Regions from separate parts of the Mus musculus genome. Here region 1 is linked to region 2. A link is a contact called in public promoter capture Hi-C data. All regions are on one chromosome and are shown on one strand. Each heading gives the region's core, a stretch centred on a gene start, on an enhancer-like site or on the middle of the called end of the contact. The rest is flanking DNA. Distances are from core to core; before and after follow the strand shown. Region 1 holds the start of Tnfrsf8 (tumor necrosis factor receptor superfamily, member 8). Region 2 overlaps Vps13d (vacuolar protein sorting 13D).

Region 1 (3,590 bases), core at 491-2,990, 220 kb before region 2:
CTTTGGTTACTAGGAAGGTTGGACTTTCACAATGTGTGTTTTTTATTTGGTTCAAGCTGGTGCAAGCTATTTGGATGCTACATCCGTGAGTGTCTTACCTGCACCAGTTCATTGTGAACACCTGCTGCATTTTGGGAAGCATGGGCTCCAGGTTCCTCTGCCCCTTCCTGACCCTGTGATTATTCGAAGCTGGATCTTTCATCATCAGGGAGGGGAGGGTCTGGAGTGGCTCTATGGAAGTGGCACATTAGGGGTGGATTTTCCAGGTAGGATGTGGACCTCAAAGAGGCCTATGTGTGAAATGGAAAGTTCGTAGGGACTTTGGAAAATCCTGGTAGGAAGTGGCAGCTGGTGCCCTGTGGGAATCTCTAACAACACTGAAAGCTAGACTAAAATGTGGAAGCCAAAAGGCCCTTGCATCATTCTGGGCTTGAAAGAAGCCACTCTCCCATCTTTAGAGCACATAGGTAGCATGCCTGTTTTCTCGGTGTTGGTTTCTATGTTTGAAAACAAAGCAATACCAGACAAAAGCAGTGAGCACCTGCTAGTCAGTGCTCAGCAGTGACCATGTGCTGCCAGTACTCACAGAAGCAATCAGGAGAGCCTGGAGTCCGAGGAGCCCCACATTCGAACAGCAGCTTGGGGAATAGAATAAGGCAGACTTCAGGTGAGGCTCCAGGGTGCCAGCTATATCCACCAGGCAAAAAAGGGCAGGGATACCTGTGGATTGATTAACATATGCCCTAGTCTTCACATAGTTCGTTCACTGGTCAGTCCACCCACCTGCCTACCCATGCTCCATGCAGGCATCCACTAATCCATCTATTGCTTTATGCATCCATTTCCCCTTTACCCCATATCCATTCATTCCCTCATCTCATCAGTCCTCCCATCATCTACCTACTCATCCATCTACCCATCCATCCATATATCCATTACCTAATCTCTTCATTCATTCCCCAACCCTCCCACTCACTTAACCATTCACAGATATCTTTTCATCCATCCACCCATCCCTTCATTCTGTGACCCTCTCATCCATTTACCATCCGTCCACTTCATCACTCATTTGTTCTCTATTCACCTACCCCATCTGCCCATCCATCCTTCCTTGCTTCCATCCATCCATCCATCCATCCATCCATCCATCCATATTCCAATCCACGTGTTCTCTTTCCACTCATCCATCAATTCATCCATCCCCTCATCCATTTATGCATTTGTTCTCATCTTCCTCACCCATCTACCCATCCATCCATTCCCTCATCCTCCCACCCACACTTCCATCCATTTGTTCTCTATTCGCCCATTCATTCCCCGTGCAGGGCTGGCTTTACTTTACAGCAAATGTTACAATGAAGAAGTGCTCATTTTTCTCGAAACTCTCCTCACTCTGTCCCTTCCAAAGAATCCTGATGATGTGGGCTTAGAATCTCACCCTTCCTGGGGGTGGGGAATGGGGCTAGAGGCCTCAGGATTCTGTACCTCTCAGACTCCTGAGTCCTGTACCTTTAGAGCTGAGCCGGCTTCCCGGTTCCTCTTCAAATCCGGGGCGGATCATTCAAAACGCAGGGGAGCCCCCTGCGTGCGTGCGCTGTGGCTAGCCCTGAGTCATCTCTGCACGTGGTGGCCCCTTCTCTCTTAGGCTTCACAGGCAGGCAGATCGCTGCATCACAGGTGGTAAGAGGGTGGGGGAGGGAAGGATTAGGGCTGAACCCGAAGAAGGGTTAGGAAGGCGCAGTCACATTAGAAGTGATTTCACCGCGGGAGAGTCAGGGTGCCGGCAGGTGGCCAGGCGCTGGAGACTCGGGAAGCCAAGATGAGCGCCCTACTCACCGCAGCGGGGTTGCTGTTCCTGGGGATGCTTCAAGCCTTCCCAACGGTAAGGGAATGACAGTAGCCCCGGACACTGTGCGAGAGCAGTGGCTAGAGTAAAGGAGGACAAGGCAACCTCTCACCTTATTCCCCAACTCAAACTAGAGTGAGGGGGCACAGGAGGCAACTAAAATATGCAAGCATCCACAGGTGGGTGGATAACTGAAGAGTAAAGTTAGAGCTTCTCTCGTCACAAACGCAGGTAGTCGATAGTTGGGAGCAGTTTGCTCCTTCATTATCCGTGAGTTGAACCCGGAGCAAGAGAAAGCTGTTCCTTTCCTGTTCTGTTACTGCTGCCCCAGAGGGGGTCCTGGATAGAGAAACTTGAGTATGCCCTTGTTTTGCCAGAGGATGATAACGGGTTGTTTGTGCATCCGTAGGCTGGAAGGGCTGAGGAAAGAGAGGAGGGGGTGAATGAGAGCAAAGGTGGGGGTCTGGCCAGCTGGTGATGTGGGCTGGGTGCCCTGGAGCAAGCACATGGTGGATATTTGTCCCAGGAGCAAGTCAGTGCTGTCTCTGGTTCTATAGTTGAAAGCCCCAGAAATAAGTCTGGTCAATGAGTTAGGAAAACTGAACAATTCCTAGGGGCCAATGCCACACTAGGCATTAGTGTGTGGGAAGGAGACAGGACTTTGAAGAGCCACTCAGATAATCTTCTTTACGGAACCTAAGGTCTACATGGAAGAAAAAAGTGCATGGCTGAATGGTAGCTGGGGGAGGGAGACAAGGGACAGCAGCAGGCTTGCTGGACATGAGGTGTCTCTGCTAGAGAGGTGTGAAGACAAGGGAGGAGAGAGGGCAGGAGAGAGATGGTAGGAAGGTGTCCCTTTCATCTCCAGTGGGCAGTGTGACACCTGCCCTGCAGAGGGCAGAAGTGAGCAGAGGAGCCGTCCTACCCTACCTCACCCCCATGCCCGAAGCCCTCATTCGGGGAAGGTAAGAGTTTGGAGCAACAAGGACCCTGGAAGATGAAGGAAAAAGTAGGATGTGAAAGTGGGGAGGTTTGGTTTCTTTTCTCCTACTAAGTCGAAACATTTTTTGATCAGGGCATGGCACATTCTTACATGAGTATGTAGGTTTAAGGACAACTCTGGGAGTTGGTTCTCTCCTTTGACCCTGTGGGTTCCAGGAATAGAACTCAGGTCATCAGGTTTGGCAGCTAGTGCCTTTACCCACAGAACCATCTCACAGGCCTGTGAAAACATGTTTTACAATTAAAGCCGTGTACTTACTACTACCTGGAATGTGTGAAAATGCCCCCAAACAAAAAAGTATAAATGCTATGATAGAGCTAATTGTTTTATACCAATATCTTCTAAGCTGTAAGCATGTTCTTGTTTTACTGCTATTTACAGCATCTATAAAAGCATATCTGTATTTGGATCACTTTTATAGAAATATATAGGGGTTTCTCTTTTTATTTATTTATTTCAATTAATTAATTATTTTTCGAGACAGGATTTCTCTGCGTAGCCCTGGTTGTCCTGAGATTCACTCGGTAGAGCAGGATGGCCTTGAAATCACAGAGGTCAGCCTGCTTCTGTCTCCTGAGTGCTGAGATTAAAGGCATGTACTACCAACTGCTTTTTTTTTTTTTTTTTTTTTTTTTTGGACAAGGTCTCATGTAGCTCAGGTTGGCCCCCAGTTTGCTATGTAGCCAAGGATGGCCTTGAACTGGTCCTTCTCCTTCCACTTCCTGATTGCTTAGGTTGCAG
Region 2 (3,173 bases), core at 10-2,509:
TTTGGTTCCAGGGCTGCACTGTCTCACAGTGGGAGTCCTGGGGTGGTTCCAGAAGGGAATGGAGCATTCCTGGATGATGCACACAATGTCAGTGAATGGAGAGAAGTCCTCACAGGTGAAGAGATTCCCTTTGAATTTGAAGCCAGAGGAAAGTTACGACACAGGTAAAATATGGTTGTTTATTCTTTTTCATGGATTTCATGGCATGGATATAAATGTTTGTCCCTGGTGTTTTGTCTTTCACTATTTGTCTTTCACTGACTTGAATGTTTTGTTGTTCAAAGATACTTTGAAAGTGACTGTTTCCTCTTAGAATATAGGCTGTCATGCCATCTTGGAAAAACATTTCTTTCTATTCCCATTTTCTTGGTGTGTGAGAAGATAACTAAGTATTTCAGAGTTTGGACAAAAGCTAGGTACATACTCACACTCAGCTCCATTAAACCCTGTCCGGGTCTCTGTGTAGGCGACCGAGCCTGAAAGCTGCCCAAGTGGATGATGTGCAGTTCTCAAGCTTGATTATCTCAGTCTTAAGATACATTTATGCCGCACACTTTCTGTGAGCAGATAGGCCCAGGATGCAGAGCTAGGAAAAGCAAGCAGTGTACGATTACCTCTTCAAGGGGTACTGCTGACCCAGTCACTCCTGGCGCAGCCAGCTAGAGGACTTGGCACAAATACAGATGAAGGCTTTAATTCCATTTCCTGAAAGATAATAAAATGTCCAGTAAGGTATTACCTCACTATTTGCAAGTATTTTTAAATGGAAAGGCTGTCTAGGGTGTAAATAGGTGAAGGCTTAGTGTTTGAGCCTTGGACTGATTCTGGGAAGCTGAAGTGGAAGAGGCTGGCTTCAGGCCTGAGCCCATATGCAAACCTCCCTCACAACAAAGCCTTTCTTCCTCTTGTTCTGCCTGCACGGGTTAGTCCTGACTGGTGAGGGTTTTGAATGTATGGGTCTGGGTCTCTGGGAGTCCTTTGGGGGTGGGGGTAAAATCTCTATGCTGGATACATTTTCAGGGTGCCCTGTGCTTCAGGAAGCTCTTGTTAATAGTATCTTTCAATAAGCCCTGCCTCTTGCATCAGAGAGGGCTTGGTGTCATTTCCATCTTAGTTTCCATGTAACCCACTGTACTGCTTGAACTCATCAAAATAAATGCATTTTTTGGCATTTTCCCCTTGGCATACTGTCCCTATGCTGCCCTCCTCCCTTCCTGTCAGCCTCAAGTTCAGTTCCCCATTTCAGCTTCAGCCTTCTGGCTTGAATTAGGCAAAATCTAAAATAGAATTAAACGTGCAATTTCCTCCTATTCCTTCTGTTCTGCCCACTGCCTTCTGCTCCAGTTTCAGCTGAGCGCTTGTACACTCTTAACTCCAAGGGCACTGTCTCCCAGGCCTGTCTGTGGTTGTGTAGGGCCTGAGCCAAAAAACTGGATGTGTTCCTTAGAGGAGTAGAATTTTCAACAAAGGAACTAAAAAGACAAAGCTTACGTACCCCAAGAGCATGGTTACGTGATTCAATGGCCAGGACACTCTGATCATTCCATTCAGCTGATTGCCACTGACATTATTTCATGAAGATTAGGTAGGTGCTGCTGGGAGCCCTCTGGCAAGCATACAGATTTTCATGGTTTATGAGAAGAGGGCAGATGCCCCTTGCTCCAGGCCTTCTGCATCTCACCAGTAGCCGTCAGCATAAAAGCCAGTTAAACTGTCTTCCTGACTTCTCTCACCAGGTAATGCTGAGAAGGCTTAACTGGCTTTTACATCATTATAAAATACAATCAGGTTGGAGTCTCTGCTCCTAATTTCCTGTCTTTTTGAGACTGGGCCTTTTCTGATCCTCTTGACAGACATACTCACGACCTGCGCATCCATCAGCTGCAAGTTCGAGTGAATGGCTGGGAGCAAGTGAGCCCAGTGTCTGTGGACAAGGTCGGGACCTTCTTCCGATATGCAGCACCAGACAAAAATTCCTCTTCCTCTACGGTGAGTGGCTGCTGTTTGGTGTCATGCACACTCTGCCAGGCCAGGTTGTTACACAGTGAAGCTTGCAATAACCTTGCTCTGTTGAAGTGCTTTGCTCCCCTGTGTCTAAGAAGAAAAACATCAGAGTATTGTCTCAGGAGTGAGTGTTAGGAATCAATATGAAGATCAGCCAGCTAATGGTTGACATCAGTAGAAAACGAGGTGGGAATTTGGCAGCAACATGTTGTTTCATGTAGGTAGATATCTTCTTCTCTGATCATAGTCTGGGAAACTTCCCTCTGTCTATGGGGGATGAGTTTCAAGGTTTCACCTGCCCCACCCCAGACCCAAATCGTTGGTGCTCAAGTCTTTATTTTTTTATGGCAGAGTGTTTGCACACAGTCTATGCGTATCTTCCAGTAAACTTCAAGTGATCTAGAGATCACATTTCCACAAAAGTACTGTGGGAAGCAGTTGCTAATACTGTATTATTTAGAAGCTAGAGATGAGGAGAGAGATTGTATGTGTGACCATAGTAGGCCTGACCACACATCAAATGGTCTGGGCTTGGTTGAGTTTGAGGATGTGAGCCCTGTGTATATAGAGGGCCAACTGTCTTGGCTGTTCTTTATGTATAATTAAGCTTTACCATTTGCATGCATCTTCATATTATATTGCTCTTCCATGGTCCTTTTAGCTCTATGTTTCTAAATCCTATGTAGCATTGCTATTTATTGTCTAATCACACTTAAGTTCACCTGCTTCTCCCTGGCCTTTCAACCTGGGGCTGGGGGGCAGGGGGCAGGATGCAGGCAGCTTCCCCAGCTGCTGGTATAGGCAGACGCCAGTGTTCTGGTGATGCAAGTACCTTATGTGCCCCTGTGCCATATTCATGTTTTGTTAGGCAGGTGACCTGCTTTTGAGCATCAGTGATGAAGCAAACACTGTAGAGACACTGCAGCTTTGCTCATGAGAGATACTTTTGGAGAACTCCTTTCCACGAGTGTTTATTTTCACTGTCTCTATATGGCACTCCACTTATCTTCATTGGGAGAAAAACATTATTTTCTGCCTAAATTCATGTCAAGCAGTGAAAGGAACAGCTCTTCCCACACATACTTAGCCATTACATTGATGGGTCCTGGAGAAACACAGCCATCGGATGATAGTAGACTGAATATCATTTTCTCCCTAATGCTCAAGAC

The links. Promoter capture Hi-C pulls out the DNA fragments that hold promoters and counts their contacts.
Region 1: a promoter capture Hi-C map of macrophages shows a contact between it and region 2, with 5 read pairs. The contact joins the promoter of Tnfrsf8 here to the enhancer-like site in region 2. A contact is called at or near these places in 5 of 39 promoter capture datasets (the C10 cell line, embryonic stem cells, liver and 2 more), 1 of 115 datasets of contacts at active chromatin or transcription factors (embryonic stem cells) and 4 of 9 other capture datasets (adipose tissue, embryonic stem cells, liver and 1 more).

What each region holds. Positions count from the first base shown.
Region 1 is chr4:145,313,314-145,316,903 of GRCm38.p6, reverse strand. It overlaps Tnfrsf8 (tumor necrosis factor receptor superfamily, member 8), which reads left to right and starts at 1,740. Exons shown (of 13, transcript NM_009401.3): 1 at 1,740-1,882. The coding sequence starts at 1,820.
Region 2 is chr4:145,095,002-145,098,174 of GRCm38.p6, reverse strand. It overlaps Vps13d (vacuolar protein sorting 13D), which reads left to right. Exons shown (of 70, transcript NM_001276465.1): 42 at 12-164; 43 at 1,854-1,989. Among named protein-coding and RNA genes, the nearest start is that of Vps13d, 98 kb to the left of the region's middle. Within about 2 kb of position 1,259, at least 54 of the 459 cell types and tissues checked have an H3K27ac peak or open chromatin away from gene starts, as enhancers often do. A contact at or near this core is called in adipose tissue and macrophages, where this site is marked.